Regions from separate parts of the Mus musculus genome. Here region 1 is linked to region 2. Evidence: chromatin contacts called from public Hi-C data. All regions are on one chromosome and are shown on one strand. The core of a region is the stretch at or near the end of the contact, and the rest is flanking DNA. Distances in the headings are between cores, read along the strand shown.

Region 1 (6,674 bases), core at 3,961-6,460, 7.1 Mb after region 2:
TGGGCCTTGGGTTAACACGCTGAGGTTCTACATTATTCGGCATTTTGTGAGTTGTGTGTGGGGTGCAGTCTGTTGCTAGCCAGTCTCTAAGACTCCATTACTTACAAGCTGCAGCCACTGGCACTCCTTGTCCAGGTCTCACTGGTCCTCCCTGCTCTAAGTCTTTCGTGCACATGGTGGTTCAAAAAGATAATGGGGTGAAAAAGAGCAATAATTATGTCTACATTTTATTTACTTGAAAAAGCCATCTGCCATGATGATGGATCAAAATGAGGCCTTTTAATCCATAAGCCAACTTTTAAAAGAAGCTGATGTGTGCTGGACATCAGCTAGGTGTATCTTTACTATGCTATGTAAAGATATTGTGAAGATGTTCTCTCATTTGACTTTGCCCAGGTTTCTAGTTCCTTCCTCTTTGCTCTTCTCAAAATAAAGATCCAGTGGAGGACAGATGGCAGACGTTGGATTAATCTGTGTAGACCTGTCTGCTCAAGATCTGGCTGTGGAGCTGCTGACACCGAAGAGCACGTGCTTGTGGGTATTGGTTGGCAGAGCTCTTCTGGCCTTCCCGCAGACCTGTCTAAGTATGCTCAGAGCTCTACATGCCTGGCTTCTTACTATTATTTGGAATTTCTGCCTGTGTCCTATGTTTAATTAGGAAATGACCTATTGTGACTTGCTCTGGCCATCCCTCCCCCATGTCACAAGACTCAGCTTGTTTTGATTTTCTTAAGGTTTGGGCTAGAAACAAAAACAAAGATTTTTCTTAAAGCAATTTTCTCTAAAGCTGCTTTGAGACTTTTCCTCATAGGTGGAAAGATCATGGAATCAGCTGCTTCCTTCAGGTCTTCCAGGACAGGGCTGGGTTGAGAATCGTGGAACGGCCCTGCTTGACCATTTGTTATGACTATACCATAACAATACATTTTTAATTGACTTTGTTAGTACTTTCATAGAATACTATGTTCTTCATGAATTGTTACTGATGTAAATGTACAAATATTGACACCACGTGTCATTCCTTGTCCTGGATAATTCCTCCTGAGTTTATGTCATTGTCTGGTCTGTTGTAAACAGAACACTGGATTGACCTTCTGAGCCAGCTAGCTGCTTACTCACTGCACGCATAGTTAAAAGATATACACATTTCTAATTTCAAAAATAGTTCTAGGAGCTACAGAGATGGCCGAGTGGTTATGTTTCTTGCTGAGGACCCAAGTTCAGTTCCCAGAACTCATGTAGAGTGTTTCACCAACTTCCTATAACTTCAGCATTAGGGATTCTAATGCCTCTGGCTTCTCTGGGCATCTGCACACTGGCTTGTGTATGAACACACACACATATACACACACACATATATCTTAAAAATAAGTACATTTGCTAGGGGAGGTGGTGCAAGCCTTTAATCCCAGCACTTGGGAATCAGAGGCATGTGGATCTCTGAGTTTGAGGGCAGTCTGGACTACAGAACAAGTTCCAGGACAGCCAGGGCAACACAGAGAAAAGCCTGTCTTGAAAAACCAGATAAATAGATAAATAAAATTTAAAAACGTCCATGATTTGGGGTATACCTTAGTGGCACATCACTGGCATGTATTGTGAAGCTCTTGGGTTGATCACCAGCAGCAGATGTGGGACAGAAAGATAAAGGGGAGACAACAAAAATAACCCCAAAACTTCTAATACTAAAAGACAAGGAAACGTTTTTGTTTTTTGGGTTTTTTTGTTTTTTTTTTGTTTGGTTGGTTTTTTTTTTTTTTTTTTGGTTTTTCAAGACAGGGTTTCTCTGTATAGTCCTGGCTGTCCTGGAACTCACTTTGTAGACCAGGCTGGCCTCGAACTCAGAAATCCGCCTGTCTCTGCCTCCCAAGTGCTGGGATTAAAGGCGTGCGCCACCACTGCCCGGCCGGAAAGTATTTTTTTAATTCATTGTTTTGCCTGCATGTGTGTCTTTATGAGGGTGTTGGATCCCCTGAAATTGGAGTTACAGATAATTATGAGCTGCCATGTTGCTCCTGGGAATTGAATTCGGGTCGTCTTGAAGATCAGCCATCTTACCAGCTCCTGTTTTGTTTGTTTTTAAACCCGATCATGATGGCACATACATATAATCTTAGTAATTTGGAAGCATAAGAGTGCATAGTGGTTCAAGGCCAGCTTGGGCTACATATTGAGACCAAGTTTCAAAAAAATGTTTATGATCACAATTTCTCAAATATTAGGATTATCATCTGTCTTCAGATGGTGGTTCACACTTTTAATCCCAGCACTTAGGAGGCAGAGGCAGGTGATTCTCTGTGAGTTTGAGGCTAGACTGGTCTACAAAGCCAAATCCAGGACCCCCAGGGCTCTGTTACACAGAAAAACCTTGTCTCAAGAAAAGTAAAAATGATGAGTCAGAGGAGATTAAAGAGAATTAAAGCTGTTCAAGGGATTCGGCCAAGTAAACTTTACTTTGTGCCTTAAAAACAGCACAAAACAAGTGGCTTTGTGATCCTGCTCTCAGATGATCACTTTGCTCAGTGATAATAACAGATGCTCAGCACAGCCTCCTGTCACATCTGTCCAAGTGATGTCTTCTTTTTTTTTTTGTTGTTTTTTTTTGTTTTTTTTTTTTGTTTTTGGAGACAGGGTTTCTCTGTGTAGCCATGGCTGTCCTGGAACTCACTTTGTAGACCAGGCTGGCCTCGAACTCAGAAATCCACCTGCCTCTGTCTCCCGAGTGCTAGGATTAAAGGCGTGCGCCACCACCGCCCAGCAAGTGATGTCTTCTTAACATTGGAAAGGGGTAAAGAAAGATGTTAGTACAGATGGGAAACAATGCCGGCTCCTCCTGAGATTGCATTTACCTATGTAACCCATAGTGTCCTTGAACTCTAGATTCTTCTAAGTCATCGTTCTCAGGACTGAGATTACAAGTACGTGTCACCACTTCTGACTCCTGCCTTTGAACATCAATCTTTTGTTTTTTCTTAACACGTAAATATTGATCTCCCTGTGAGGCGGCCTCTTCATCTCTTCATTCTCCCACCCTTCGTTTATTATGCTAGGCATAGTACTCAGGGCTTCAGGAATGCTAGGCTGCTATTCTTTCTCTGAGACATGGCCTCCAGCCTGTTTTTCTTAGTTTATCAATGCCTTTGCTCTCCCCATGAATTAGAACAGGACATGCTGATTGTGGACAAATAGTATCCACCACAATTAGAGTGTAGTAGGTTTTAACTTCAGTGTCTCTGAAGTACGTTTTCCTGGGTACTCTGATCCTGACTTTGCCAGCTGCTGGACCCTTCCTAATATGTCCAAGTTTAGTTTGAATTAAATCAAGTTGGCTAGTTGTGTGTTTGTGGGGTTTTTGTTTGTTTTTACTTTTCATTTCTGGGACTCAAGCTGCATACTAAATTCATTTGTAATGTCTGGACTTAATAATAATGTAATTGTGAGTATGTTCGTTCAATGTTCGTTCAATGTTGGCACTTTGGAAAAGGCCACAGTTTAGGGTGGACAATTGTCTGCATCAAAGCCAAGTCATATTTGCTTTATACCAAACAATACTAGAGAATTAAAACACATCATAAAATGTACACTGTTTTGTATTTCACCTCTTTCAGTATTTAAATAATTATATTAATGCCTCCTAGAAAAGAATTCTGTTAGATAATTCAGTGATTCCTGAAATAAATTGGTATTGTGTAATTAATCCTGCAGTAGCCTCCTCATTCTTTTTATCCAAGCTGCCAATGGTTCTTGTATGAATATGAAAACATGTAACTATTTTGTTCGTTTGGTTTCCTTTTTTTTGATACAAGGTTTTTCTGTGTAACCCTGTGGACCAGGCCACCTTTAAACGGTACCTCTGTCTACAAAGTGATAAGATCGAAGATGTGAGCCACCACCACCTGGCTTGTATAACTCTGTTATGTATGCTACTGAAATCAGACTTAGTTTCCAAGTCACTGATAACTCTGGAGGCAAAGTAAGAGCTGGGATCACAAAGTGTTTCACTCCAATATCCCTCATTTTTTTCATACACTAGTTGTTATATTCTTTCACATCTTACCATTTCACAGTCATAACTAACAGTGGTTTCCTTTTCATTTTGTTTGTTTCTGACCCTAACTCAAGAAATTTAATCATATTGCTATTTTTTGTTTCACGATACAGAGCTGCTTTTGTAGCCTTGGCTGTCCTAGAACTAGCTCTGTAGACCAGGCTGGCCTCAAACTCACAAGAGGTCCGCCTGCTTCTGTCTCCCTAGTGCTGGCATTAAAGGTGTGCTCCACTGATGCATGGCATTGCTTTTTGTTTGTTTGTTTTTTTCCCCAATACCCACAGGATAACCTGACAAAAACAAGCAGCTGGAATTTTCCTTTCTGCTCTCTCTTCCATAAGCCCTGATAGGTTAATAGGTTTTTAGTGGAATCGTAAAAACCTTTAAGACCTTCAGGTGGTTTAAGTACACGTTTGAGAAGTGTCTAGACACTTCAGCATTTAGAATGAAAAGAAAACAAAAAGAATACAGAGATACAGGCCAGAAATAGAGGCTAGGTCTACGTACTAAACTCTATTTCAAAGCAAAACAATAACATAAAGACTCAACCACTATCGTAGGCCAAGCAGAAGAGGTTGTTTTAAGGAGGTTGGCTGAGGAAACTGGATTCGTTTCAATGTTTTCTTGTGCAGGGGACTTCCTCATCATAGGATGTTAACTAGCCTACCTGTGAATTCAGCTTCCTGGGTCCTGGGTAGGTCAGAAAGACAACTTGTTTTTCCATTGGATGGCACGACGCCACTTTGGAGGCGTCTATACGTCAGAGCAATTAGTCTGATGGGTAGAAACAAATGTCTGGCTGCGGAAGGTTGAGTGGCACAAGCAGCTTGTCACGAGTGCAAATGCTGCTCGGCCTGCAGACTACGCTACCGAGTGCCTGGAGGTAGCCCTGCCTGGCAGAGCGAAGGTGCAGCGGGAGGCACGGTTTCCGGTTTCCGCAGACGGCCGAGCGCATCGTCTCGAAACGTCATCTCTCGGAGACACCCCAGGACGTTACCAGACGCTACTTCGCTTTTATCCGCCCAGCCTCGCGTCGTTGGCAGGAGCCAACTCACGATGTAAGGACACTTCCGGTGCGCGCAAGGTACTGTGGGGCGGCCAAAAAAAGTCGAGCGCACACGCGGTTCGTCGTCGTCGTCGTACGTCATCATCACGCTTCCGCGGAGGAAGTGACGACAATCCTGGCGCGCGCCGGGCGCTGTTCCTTCCCAGACTCCAGGACCGGCTGCGGCGGCTGTAGCGGCGCAGGGGTGAGTAGCGGCGCGGGGGTTCGGAGCAGGGTTTACGGCGCCCCTGAAGAATCGCGGCTGGCGACACGCTGCTGCCGCGGAGCAGTCTCGCTCCACACGGAGCTGAGGGCGGTGGAGGCGGCAGGCCTGGCGGCCCCCGGAGCCGGCCCTTGCCTCAGGTTTGCGTGACTGAACCCTCAGAAGTGGGACCCCGCCCCGGAGTCCCGCGCTTGACAGTGCACCTTGATCTTACCTGTCACCCAGGCCTCCCCGCGTCCTGGAGCTTTCTCATACAACCTTTTGACACCTAAGGCAGAGTGTGTTGAGTGCGAGGCACTGAAATGACCTGGATGGTCTTTCATCCTAGAACAGTACCGTTACGTGGATGATGATGGTTGCGTTTTACGGAAAACACTGAGGTAAACTAAGTTACCCAAAACCTTACAGGAATGACAGAAACGACAGTGTATTCAGGCAGAATCCTTCCGACCTACCGGGACTTACTCTGAAACACTAACGATTAGACTTAAGTGTTCGGAAAAGACAGACCGACAGACCGACCGTAGCTTTCTGTGTCCCGAGGTTGCTTGAATTGTTTTTCTTTTTGCAGTGTTTTAACTCAAATGGGTGATGAAAAGGACTCTTGGAAAGTGAAAACGTTAGATGAAATTCTCCAGGAAAAGAAACGAAGGAAAGAACAAGAGGAGAAAGCAGAGATAAAACGCTTAAAAAATGTAAGCTATGTTTTTTAAGTAAGTGGTTTTCTTAAAGAAGATTTAATTTCTTTGCCCTCATTTTTCCATTAGAACAACGCTTCTTCGGTGAAGTTCTTTTGTACTTCCAAATGTCACAGGTGAGCCCAAAATCTATTCTAAAATTAACAAAAACATTCATATACTCAGTTGACGTTGAAGATAGATTAATAACACACTGAAGCTGTATCGAAATGAGAATATCTCGTTACAAAATAAAATATTCTGAACCTAGAATCATTACTGCCACCAGACTAATTTTTCTCATTTCATTATTAGTATATTCATAATACCATTTACCAAGCATTTTTAATAAAGTGGGAACTTTCCTTGCAATTAAAATGAGTGCTTTGTAATTACCTTGCTTTGGATGATGATATATTTAGAGTCCTTAGGTGACTGGATAAGAAACATTGATATAAGTGCTTCTTATTGTCAATATATGTATGATGTATTTCGTGTGTAAAAATCCAACTAAAGTCTTAGTTTTGGCTCAGAAAAACTAACGTTCATATAGTCTTATGACCCTTATCATGTACAATGTTTTAAATTTTCTGTTCTCAGGTTTCAGGTTACCAAAAAAAAAAAAAGTGATTTTAATTACATGAGTTTTGAACAAAATTAATATTTGAAGTTTCTATTCAA
Region 2 (6,313 bases), core at 3,666-6,165:
GAGAGTGGGAGCCAATTAGCCACAGACCCCATTCCACACTCATGTCTATGTAGCCTCTGAACTCTTCTCTGTCTGAATGATGGTAAGAAACCCTAACAGAGAATATGAACATCACAGTAAACATGGGATTCCAGGCTCAGGCATCAGCCAGCCAGGTCAGTAGTCAGGGTGCTTAAGCCAGTAACTCAATCAAGGAACCGCACAGGAGAAACAGCCACCCTTAGACTCGAAGGGGAAACATTGTCACTAAGTAGAGCAGAGGCTGTGATGCCTTGTGATGGCAGGGTTTAACTTAATTACAAAGGCCCAGAAAAGTCTCCCTAAGGAAACAACTGGAGCACAAGTTTATAAATCACATTTCTATTGCTGCTGATAAGACACTCACTTATAAAAGAGAGCATTGATTGGGCTGACGGTTTTAGGTGGTTAGCCCAAAAGCATCATGGTGCTGAGCGCAGCAGCAGCAGGCAAGTGTGGTGCCTGAGCAGTAGCTGAGAGCTTACATCTTGATCTACAACTCTGAGGCAGAGAAAACTAACTGAAAATGACATAGGCTTTTGAAACCTCAAAGCCCAGCTCCAGCGACACTGTCCTCCAGCAGCTCTACACCTCATAATCCTTCCCAAATAGTTCCATCAGCTAGGGACCAAGTATTCAAATATATGAGCCTCTGGGGACCACCATCATCCAGACCTCCACAAGGAGTTACCTAGCAGACGTTAAGGCTGTGTCAGGCAGAGGAAGCAGTGGATCTGGAACCCTTGATGAGAGGGATGGTAAAAGGAAGATCCCAGGCTGCCATCAGCCCAGGGCACCCACCGGAGGCAGGTAGGTGCAATGGGGAAGAACCAGGCATGATTGCTTTGTGTTGTGATAGCACATGCACTGGCTGGGTGGTCTTGCATCAGAAGGAGGACGTTTAAATGCTCTAATGTGCAGACAAGACAACCACTGATGAATTGAAGACCTCGATGCAGAGGTCTTGAGGAAGGCAGGTCAAAGGCTGGGCTAGGGCTGTGGCTCAGTGGTAAAGTTATTGCCTACACTCACAGAACCTAGGTAATCGTCTCAGTACAGTGCAAAAAATAAAACCCACAAAGATGGCTTTGACACCCGACGCATGAGTCGGTCAAAGATGACATCACTGGTGACCTGTGTGGAGCCTGATAGCTAGACTAAAGTTGTTGAAGAGAATGAGGTGGAGGCAAAGAAAGGTGAGATGCTGCAGAACTCTTGAGCAGTCTCTGCAGGGAGGAGAGGCCTAAGTGAGCAAATAGAAGCTGTGGACTGCGGAGTCCTGGGTCTGAGGCGATGGCACAGAAGGACCCTCACTTAGCCACACCCCATGTCTCTAAGGAGTGTGTTCAGAAAACTGAGAAGGGCATCGTGACGCCTCATAGCTTTAATCTTGGTGTTCAAAAGTCAGACAGGCTCCAGCCAGGGCTTCATAGGCAGAGAAAGAGACCCTGTCTCAAACACAGAGACAAAAACCTGTGAGAAGGATGTAATCAAGGAGAGATTGAGACTACATAATCAGTACTTTGAATGTTGGACCCTGAGCACAAGGCAGGATGGTCAGAGGAGAGGAACGCATGCCTAGGTTTGGGAGAAGAGGAGACTGATGAAAAGAAGCCAGTCTGCAAGCCGCCCAGCATAGCCTCAGGGCTAGAACTGAACCATGACAAGTGGAGAAACCCTAGTATTTATGGAGATCTGGAAGACTTAAACAGTCATTGAGGTAGGAGAAAGGTGCTTTGCCAGCTAGGCGTGGTGGCTCATGCCTGCAATCCCAGTAGTAAAACAAAGCAGAAGTGCAGCTGGCTGGGTCATAACAGTGAGTTCTAGGAATACTCAAAAATAATCAGATGGGCAGGTACAACTACCTACTCAGGCCAGCTGATACTACATGAAGTCTCTCTCAAGACCCACTCCCCCCCACCCCCATCTCAAAGAAAAGAAAAAGAGGTGGGATGGGCCTGGAAAGGTGGCTCTGTGGTGAAAAGCAGGTGTTATCCTTGTGGTCCAGGTTTGGTTCCCAGCATCCATATATGGTTCATGCCTATCAGTAACTCCAATTCCAGGGCACCTGACTCCATGTTCTGACCTCCAAGAGCACAAACATGGTACACATATGGGCAAAACACTGAGGCACATAAAATTTAAAAATCTCTAAAACATAAAACAAAACCGTTCTCGCTTCGGTAGCAAATATACTAATGTTGGAATGATACAGAGAGGATTAGCATGGCCCCTGAGCAAGAATGACATGCAGAGGACTCTGGGAGGGGGGACTAAATAAATAAAATAATTAAAAAAAAAATCAAATAGAAATGCATAATCATACCGTGCATTATCTTTAGTCGACGAAGTTTAGATATTTGGGAGTCTGGGCTATTGATTACCAACAGTAAATGAATTTGGCTTTAAAAAAAAAAAAAGCATATTATCAAAGAAGCTCTATTGGCTAGTTAGGCTGCTGAGCCTGTGTGGGGACAAGATCTTAACTGTCCAGTAGAAACACTGATGAAAATTTGTGGGGTTCAAGCTAAATGACCTTGTTCACGCCTCAAATCTGATTTCGGAACAGCGCTATTAGGCACATCTTAGAACTGGGTCTATATTAAGAGATCAGTGTGCCTGCAGATGACACAGAGGTGAATTTCTCACTGCAGATGTGGTCTGTCCTTCCTGCTCTAGCTGAGCCAAACAAGAACATGGGCTGTGTTGTTGCCAAGTGCAGATGACAGTCTTTCTGCTTCCTAGGTCGGGATTTCTCTCATGATGACACTTTGGATGTTCCAACCCAAGTGGAGCTGCTTATCAAGCAGGCAACATCTCACGAGAACCTCTGCCAGTGCTACATTGGCTGGTGAGTGAGCCTGCAGAGGAGCCTCCTCAGCCAGGCATGGTGGGCATGCCCTTACTCCCCAGCACTGGGCACGCAGAGGCAGGCAAAACTCGAAGTTTCAGTACAGCCAAGGCTATAGTGGTGAAACCATGTCTCAAAAATATCTGAGAATGCTCCTTGTCTAACGGGAAACTGAGAGCTGTGATCTGTATCTGGAAGTCACAGCTGCTTCAGAGCTACAGTTTAGAATGGGCAGGTGTGTGACTTTCTGTGGTGGCTTTAGATTTTTGTTGTCACTCCTGAGATGTAGAAGGGCACAGGAAGAGTCAGAGCAATGACTAGAGAGAAAAAGGGAAGAAGAAGATTGGTAATCCTGTAATCGAGTCTGGGCAGAGAGATCTCTGGGAGCTCAGGCCCGTTAGCCCTTGACTAGTGATACTGACTGAGTCCCACGGGGCTCTGACTGACCGTCCCCTTTCTGTCACCTTCCTAGGTGTCCCTTCTGGTAACTGAGGCCTGGAAAACCACGTCGTCTCCTCCCAGGCTTTAGTACCTTGTCTGTGCTTCCAGTGGACTAAAACCATGGACAGACAGTTGGACTTGTTAAATATTTTGAAATGTATATGAAAAGAACTACTGTATATTCAAAGTTGGCTTCCGCCAACCTCCTAGCTGCTGTTGAAAAGACACTGTCAGAAACACAAGGCTTGATTCAGTTCCCAGGACAGTGAAACACAGTAATCCTTCAGAAGCCAAGCCTTGGATTTTGGGAGAACAGAAGATGGGTAACTGAGAAATACGGGTTTTGACTTAACTTACAAGAAAACTCATCATAAACATTGCTGACAGAATAATCCAGTTGGTCCTCTCAACCAGGGGCTCCAACGGCAAGGACACAGAGGTCGGCACTCCACTATCCTGTTACCTCACCCGTCCCTGGATGCAGTGGCGACATTTGCAGGATGGGCCAACATGGCTAAGAGAGTCTGTCTTCCGCCTGACCCCACGATGCTGAAACTCACAAGACCTGCCCTTCCAGGAGGACATTTGTTCAGAAGCCTGGCCACCGGGCATGAGCAGGTGTGCCAAGGATCTCCATGCGGGGCCACACTGGCTCTACTGTGTTCAGTGAGGGAGGGATATGCTGTATTTGCAGCAGGGACTCAGAACATAAATGCTGATCACAGAGGGACACACTAGAGCAGGTTGTGAGTTATAAGCAAAGTAAATATCCAACTAAATACACAAAGTATAAAGTAAAGCCACATCTAGACACCACGTTGTATCTGAGTAAATTTTGTGCCAATAAATGACATCAGAATTTTAAAAGCATATATGTGTATGACTGGCTTTCTGTTCATCATTTTGTAAATTCTGTTATTGGGCTTTGGATTAAACTCAGTGGTGAGCCACTGACTAACAGGCACAGGAGCTAACACCATTACATTCCAGCACTAGACAGGCAACCATGGGTCTCTTGAGTTTCAGGACTACACAGAAAACCCTGTCATAATAAACGAGAATACATACATACATACATACATACATACATACATACATACATACACACACACACACATAGGCGTGTCACTTTATCAGTATGGCACATGTATGTATGTGTATGGGTGCCCATGTCAGCCAGTTGAAGTCATCTGCTCCCTTGGAACTGGAGTTACAAGTGGTCATGAACTTCAAGCCTGCGTGCTGTGGTCCTCTTTAAAAAAAAACAGCGAGTGTTCTTAACTGCTTCAAAACCTCCCTTCCCTCCCTCGCCCAATGTTTTAAACAAATTGGAAAAACCCAATCCTAACGTGGTTTTGCACGTCTTTAATCCCAGCACTTGAGTGGATGAGGCAGGCGGATCGGAGGTGAAGAGCTAGCTTTAAATGTGATTTTGATTGTACCCTCCCTCCAGTTCTCAGGCGAGGCCACAGGTTTGTTAGGATACAGCGTGAAATCAAAGAAAAGCCTAAATTTCCCCATCGTTAAGGCAAGACCCACAAAGCTACGCTACTTGGTGAGGGGTGGGGGGAGGATTTAACCGCGCGCATGCGTGTTACGCCCGCCTCGGGCAGCCGGAACAATCTCGCGAGAAGAGCCGCCCTAGGACGGAAAAATGGCGCCTCCCAGTCCCCGGGAGCATCAGTCCGCGCCGGCGACCAGTGCGACCAAGCCTGACGCGGAGATGGTACTGCCTGGCTTCCCCGATGCAGACAGCTTCGTAAAGGTGAGTTCGCGGGCCCTGGGGCTCCCCAGGAGCCCCCTGTTCTGGCCGGAAACGGGTCTGAGGCTACGGGCTTCCGGCGCCCGTCACGGCGGCCTGACGGCGCGCACGGAGAGCGGGAGAGGAGGGCTCCGCGCTTCCGGTGTGAGCGCGTGTGGCTTCGCGTGTCGAGCCGTGTCCGCGGCCTCGGAGGGGCGTCCTTGTCACTACCTCTCCCGAGGGGCCCGACAGCTGGGAGACGCTCCCTCCCATTGCTCACCCCGCTGCTGCCCTGACGTCCGTTACCCCAATCTCGTGGGTTGACTGTCCCCCGTCACGGGTGACATCAAGCCTCTCCAAGTGTCAAAGGACCTCTTGAGAAGGAGCATAGAGTTTTTTTTTTTTTAATTTATTTAAAGTCTTTGTTCACAAAATTCATGATGCTGTCATTAGGCCTTCACACCTCCCATCTGCCGGGGTCCCCCAACCGTAAGATCATTTTCATTGATGGCCTTGCTGCAAGCAATCTATGTAGACATTAACTTCAAAGTAAATTGCGATCCTCTTGTTAGTTTAAAAAAATATATTATTTTCGTCGCTAATTTGTAACAGTAATTTTGCTACCGTTATGAATCATAATGTAAGCAGGCAGGGTATTGGTGGGTCTGTGACCCATTATTTATCAACGACAGCTGCTTCTGATTGTTTACCCTTAACTACCTCACAACAGTCTTATCGAAAGCACTGGATATAAAATGGTCATCTGAGTGGGGTGGGAGTGGTGCACACCTTTAATCCCAGCACTTGGGAGGCAGAGGCAGGCGGATCTCTGTATGTCTGAGCCCATCCTAACCCAGGTCCTGTAAGAGAAGTGCTAAGCGCTCTTTTAACACTGAGTCTCTCCAGCTCTTGTGAGGTTTTTTTTTTTTATTTATTTCTGTTGAATGGACAGGAATCCGTGTCTAAAATGTGTCTTTTTCTCTGGATTTTCAGTTTGCACTTGGGTCGGTAGTGGCAGTTACCAAGGCATCCGGGGGCCTGCCACAGTTCGGTGACGAGTATGATTTTTACAGAAGTTTCCCTGCCTTCCAGGCATTCTGTGAGACACAAGGAGACAGGTTACTGCAGTGGTAAGTTTATTACGTTGATTGAAAGAAAGAGGGGCTGGAGAGATGGCTGAGCGGTTAAGAGCACTAACTGTTCTTCCAAAGGTCCAGAGTTCAAATCCCAGCAACCAACCACGTGGTGGCTCACAACCATCT

Evidence for each region. Hi-C and Micro-C count contacts between places; a contact is called where the count stands out from the background.
Region 1: a Hi-C map of B cells shows a contact between it and region 2, with 6 read pairs. The contact joins the promoter of Cdk11b here to the promoter of Exosc10 in region 2. A contact is called at or near these places in 2 of 484 Hi-C or Micro-C datasets (B cells and cortical neurons).

What each region holds. Positions count from the first base shown.
Region 1 is chr4:155,619,644-155,626,317 of GRCm38.p6, forward strand. Cdk11b (cyclin-dependent kinase 11B) reads left to right here and starts at 5,211. Exons shown (of 20, transcript NM_007661.4): 1 at 5,211-5,298; 2 at 5,888-6,011. The coding sequence starts at 5,901. Gm16023 (predicted gene 16023) reads right to left here and starts at 5,112. Exons shown (of 3, transcript NR_040441.1): 1 at 4,716-5,112. It overlaps Slc35e2 (solute carrier family 35, member E2), which reads left to right. Exons shown (of 9, transcript NM_177186.4): 9 at 1-3,697.
Region 2 is chr4:148,553,504-148,559,816 of GRCm38.p6, forward strand. Exosc10 (exosome component 10) reads left to right here and starts at 4,916. Exons shown (of 25, transcript NM_016699.3): 1 at 4,916-5,075; 2 at 6,045-6,181. The coding sequence starts at 4,965. Mtor (mechanistic target of rapamycin kinase) reads left to right here. Exons shown (of 58, transcript NM_020009.2): 57 at 2,764-2,869; 58 at 3,342-4,182. The coding sequence ends at 3,357. It also overlaps the pseudogene Gm23318.